Linked DNA regions of Sus scrofa: region 2 is linked to region 1. The links are chromatin contacts, called in public Hi-C maps. All regions are on one chromosome and are shown on one strand. Each heading gives the region's core, a stretch centred on a gene start, on an enhancer-like site or on the middle of the called end of the contact. The rest is flanking DNA. Distances are from core to core; before and after follow the strand shown. Region 1 has its middle 89 kb from the start of AHR. Region 2 overlaps LOC110255481 (a long non-coding RNA gene).

What was found. Hi-C and Micro-C count contacts between places; a contact is called where the count stands out from the background.
Region 2: a contact with region 1 is called in a Hi-C map of liver, with 2.1 times the contacts expected there. The contact joins two enhancer-like sites. A contact is called at or near these places in 3 of 47 Hi-C or Micro-C datasets (liver and skeletal muscle) and 1 of 2 datasets of contacts at active chromatin or transcription factors (alveolar macrophages).

What each region holds. Positions count from the first base shown.
Region 1 is chr9:86,421,866-86,424,565 of Sscrofa11.1, reverse strand. No RefSeq gene overlaps it. Among named protein-coding and RNA genes, the nearest start is that of AHR, 89 kb to the left of the region's middle. Within about 2 kb of position 1,320, at least 1 of the 83 cell types and tissues checked has an H3K27ac peak or open chromatin away from gene starts, as enhancers often do. A contact at or near this core is called in liver, where this site is marked.
Region 2 is chr9:86,701,159-86,703,858 of Sscrofa11.1, reverse strand. All of the region lies in intron 2 of LOC110255481 (a long non-coding RNA gene), which reads left to right. Among named protein-coding and RNA genes, the nearest start is that of AHR, 190 kb to the right of the region's middle. Within about 2 kb of position 1,363, at least 7 of the 83 cell types and tissues checked have an H3K27ac peak or open chromatin away from gene starts, as enhancers often do. A contact at or near this core is called in liver, where this site is marked.

The sequences.
Region 1 (2,700 bases), core at 71-2,570:
ACAGTGTCAGATATTAGGTTTCCAAAACCAGACTTTAAATCCAAAGTGAACAGGCCACAAGAACCATAGTCATGAAAAAGTCTGACACTGTTGGGACACTGATGGAGAGTCAGGACATAGCAACTCTAGTGGGAGACTGGTATAGCAGTTTATTTTTAGGAACAGGGTATGTTCAATATAGAACTTCCTCTGAGGACTTAGCTCCATGCTCCCTTGAAGACAATATCAATCTAGAGGTATAGACCAGCAGTTAATGGCTCTGCCTTGACCTCTGGCCATCCAGAATTTTTTTTTCTTGTCTTTTTATTTTCTGGACATTGCCTTGTCTCTCTTCATTCTAGTTTATGTGCACATAACTCAACGTTTAATCAAACCAATTCCTAATGTGGGAAAGAATTTAGGAAAAGACAGTCTACCATGTAATACTTTTTTTCAAATAGCCCTGGGTTCCCCAAAAGAACAACTCACCTTGCTGCAAAAGTTGAAATGATGCCCTTAGTTCATTGTTAGGCAACTGTATGAAATCTGGAGATCACAAGTTTTGCAAAGCAAACTGTTCAGAGCCAGAAAAGTTCTCCCTCTGTTCTATGAACTCCCTCCCCACCACCTCGCCAATTTTACACCACTCATGGTCTCATGGCACAGAGGGAGAACTTTGAACTAAGGGCATCTTTTGATTAAAATTGAGAAGCATCACAAATTAATGGAAAATATACAACTTTGCAATGGACAGGCATTCAATAAAGGTACATTTCCCTACCTCTCCTCCCCATCAGACTGTGAATTACAGCATAGGAAAATGTGTAGAGTGCTGGCATAGAGTTTGAAAACTGGGTTTGAATTCTGGCTCTATACTGACTAGCTCTGTGATTGTGAGCAAGCTTTGCAACTTCCCCAAGTCTTCATCTCCTCTTTTACAAAATAGGGTTAACAATACTTAAACACAGTACTGTTATGAAGCTAGATGAAATTGTTCCACTAGAGCATCTTACTCAGCATCAAGCACAGAGTAAAAATTATAATAGCTCTTAATTATCATTGATGTTTTCACCATCATCTTAACAAATTTATTCTGTATCCTCACTTGGTTGTATTATTATTGACATTCCTTTAGTAGAACTAATAATAATAATAATACAGCAAATATTTGTTGAGACCTTGTAACATGCTAGATATTGTTCAAAGCAGTGTCTTAAAGCTTACAATTATCCTCCAAGTTTGGTAATATTATTTTTCCTGGTTCTACAGATAAGGAAGCAGAGTAGTAACTTGCCCAAAGTCCAGTGGGCATAAGGGGTAGAATGAGTCTGAACTCAGAGCCTTTGATCCTAAGGAACAAGCTCTTCCACTTGTTCCTTTACATAATTGATTTGAGAGCTTGTCCAACACATCTGTAACTATTTTTTAAATAAACCACGTACATATGCTTTTGCAATCTGTTTAGGTTCAAGGTTTTGGGTCCAACACACTTGCCTAACACATGTGAATTGTATTATGAGAGGACAGTACTTGGGGTTAAATAGTTCACATTTAATTTAATTTTTATTTTCCTAACACTTTATGCTCATTCTTTTGAATTGCAAACAGTAACTGACATTTTAAAAGATCTGCCTAACCTAATGTCATTCTCCATTTATCTCATGAATTGCAGAATTTTTCAACAAGTTTGACTTTAAGGATTTTCTTCTATTATAGCCATGCTATAGGATCAAATTCAAAGTATCTGAAAAAATGATTAAATTTCATGATAATCAGTCCAGGACCAATTAAAATTATGACTCACAGCCCTCACATGTCAATATTCAGACAAATAATAATTTTATTCTTATATGCATAGTTGTCTAGTTTTCCCACCACAGCTTATTGAGAGGCAGTCTTTGCTCCATTGCATATTCTTGCCTACTTTGTTGTAGCATTCTCTTACACCATGTACAAAAATAAACTCAAAAAAGGAGTTCCCGTCGTGGCGCAGTGGTTAACGAATCCGACTAGGAACCATGAGGTTGCAGGTTCGGTCCCTGCCCTTGCTCAGTGGGTTAACGATCCGGCGTTGCCGTGAGCTGTGGTGTAGGTTGCAGACGCGGCTCGGATCCCGCGTTGCTGTGGCTATGGCGTAGGCCGGTGGCTACAGCTCCGATTCGACCCCTAGCCTGGGAACCTCCATATGCCGCGGGAGCGGCCCAAGAAATAGCAACAACAACAACAACAAAATAAAATAAAATAAAAAAAAATAAACTCAAAATGGATTAAAAACCTAATTACAAGACTGGATTCTATAAAATTCTTAAAGGAAAATATAGGCAGAATACTCTTTGATGAAAATTACAGCAATATCTTTTTGGATCTACCTCTCAGAGTAATGAAAATAAAATTAAAAATAAACAAATGGGACCTAATCAAACTTATAAGATTTTGCATAGCAAAAGAGACCATAAACAAAACAAAAAGACAACCCAGACAATGGAAGACAAATCTTGCAAACAAAGCAACTGACAGGGATTAATCTCCAAAATATGCAAACATCTCCTAGAGCTTTGTATAAAAAACCAAGCAACCTAATCAAAAAATGATCAGAAAATCAAAATAGATATTTCTCCAAAGACCTACAGATGGCAAAACAAAACAAAACAAAAACAAAACATGAAAAGATGCTCAGCATCACTAAGTATTAGAGAAATGCAAATCAAAACTACAATGAGA
Region 2 (2,700 bases), core at 114-2,613, 280 kb before region 1:
TGATATTAACTTTAAAGTTCTCTAGATAAAGTTCTTTGTATGAGATGGAGCTCAGCTGTACCTCAAAACCTATCCCTGGGTCTTTCAACCTGAGGTTTGTACTGTAATAATGTTTTCTTTGGCTCATAGCATTTTGCATTAATATCAGTTCTTTCTTGTTTGTCCTCTAGCCTCTGTTGCTTTGGCTTTGGTTTCCAGCAGTCAGTATTTTATGTATTACATGGACGGGTTTTCAATTAGAGTATCCCAAGCATATCTTCCAAACGGGAGGCAAAACTATTTATCATTTTTTTTTTTTTGGTATTGAGGTAATAATAATAAGTAGTCACACATGTAATTATCTTTATATTGGTGATAGGGTAATTAATAATTTCACAGGTTCTGTCAGACACAATGACCTCTTTGTCTAACAGTCCTTTGTAATCTCCTCTTATTTGTCGGAAATGAAATTTGCTGTGGAATATACAAATCTACTTATACATGTAATTTAAAATAATACATATTACCATAATATAAAGGAATATGAAGAAGTATAAGAAAAGTGCTTTATAACAAAATACATATGCCAATATGTACACGCACGTCACCATTTCACTAAAAAAGACCCAGTTTCCACATTTCCCTGAAGAGACTAGAACAATCAGCCTTGTTTCTTTGCGAGGCACTGCCGGTAGCATAATCTTCCTACTGTAGCGCTCAATCCTAACCCTCACTCCCACCTCAAATTCTCCATCTTTCATTTCATTTATATTCCACCACTGTGTCCAGTTTTTCCAACATGAGCTGCTTCTCAGCTGTTCCAGCTGCTTCTCTCAATGTTGGTAGACAGCTGGTATAGTTTAATTCTTACTTTGGAGTTTGAAGCAAACATATTCTCTCAAGTAAAGGAAAGTTCTTGTTAAATCGAGGAGTCTCTTAAGGTAGTGGGCAGGGCCTGCTGAATACAGTGCCTGTTGAAAACAGTCTTGGAAAAGGACCATTAAAAACAAACAAACAAACAAAAAAAAACATGTTTCATTTCTTAGCTTTCACTGGTCTGGTTTAGCATCAAGGAGCTGGGAACCTTGGATCCTACAAAAAAGTTCTAGTTTCTTTCTTTTGCTAGGCTTCTGATCTGACAGCTCTGGCTGTAGCAGTTCTAGGCAGCCAAAATTGTTAAAATTTTAACAGTCTGACCTCTGACAGAAAACAAGCTGATCTATTACAGATTGAAAGAAAGTTCATTTGAGATCCATGTGAATTACTCTTTTTCCCCCAAACTATTTACTCATTATATATTTAAAGGTCACCAGTCCACATCAGTGTTTCAACTTGCTGGGAATTTATTCACTGCTGGTAACTTAAAAGAGGCCGCCCTGTTTTTCATTACTGGTTGGTATTTTTTTCTGTTGAGCTCTGACCTTCTAACTGAGAAGCAGCATAGGATAGCTTGGTTTCAACATTCTGAATATTCCCGAGATGACCATTGGAACAGGATGCAAGGTTACCTCCTTCAGAAACCAACATTATCCTAAACAAAAGACTCATATTTTTGCCACAATGGGCAGATCTGATGGGTGTAAGTTTCAGTTAAATCATTGCCACATCTCTGTGTGAGCAGATAAATTGATCCCTTTCAATAATTTATTTTTATTTTCTCTTTAGAAACACTGCTGTTTGGATGGAAGAATAAAGAGTTATCAATAGTTTTCACCCCGTGGTGAGATCATGTGTGATGTCCTTTTGCTTGATTAGGCTCTGCCATATTTTAAAACTTGTCACTATAAACAATATTTTTTTTTTTTTAGTAATTACAAACAAATCTGCCATGTATTATCACAATTATAATCAATACTTTAAATTTTTTGTTCCACATGAGTCTTTCATTATCAATTATTCTAGGTAAGGCACTTGAGGAAGAACTGTAGTGAGGCTCTAGTGCTTCTGACACTTCAAAATGCATAACAGTCACCTGGGATATTTTTAAAATACAGAGTCTGATTCAGTAAATCTGTGATGGGGCCTGAAATCCTATATTAACCATACAAAATCCTTGGTGATGCCGACACTGCTGATCTAATAACCATACTTGGAAGTCTCTGATCATTGGTTTCAAACTTTGGTCACAAGAAAATCACCTGGAAATCTTGTTAAACTGCAAATTGCTGTCCCCCCTCCTACCCACTCCACCAGTTTCTGATTTAGTATGTCTGGGGTTGGGCCTGAGGATTTGCATTCTAAAGTACCCAGCTGATGGCAGAGGTTGCTTCAGAATCTCTGTAATCCCTGCTCCAGAGCCTTGTGATCAAAGCCTGGTTCCCAGACAGCATCCGCATCACTTGGGAGCTTGTTAGAAATGCAGAGTTTTAGGCCCTAGTCCATACCTAAATCAAACCCTGCATTTTAATAAGATCCTCAGGTGACTTCATGCATTACAGTTTGAAAAATATCACCTAGACAATTTCTTAGTTCCTCTTCATCGGTGACTCTCAACTTATCTAGTTCTTACCATCAACTTCGGAGCTCTTAAAAAGTCCTGCTGCTCTGAGGGTGAACCTCAGCATAATTCCATCAGATTTTCTGCGGCTGGGGCCAAAGTATCACTAGTTTCTAAAACTCCCCAGGGGAGTCCAATGCACAGTCAAATTCGGGAACTGCACTGTAGTTGGAAATGGAGAGGTAGTCATCTTGTTATTTGCCAAAAGATGGGGGCTTGGGGGG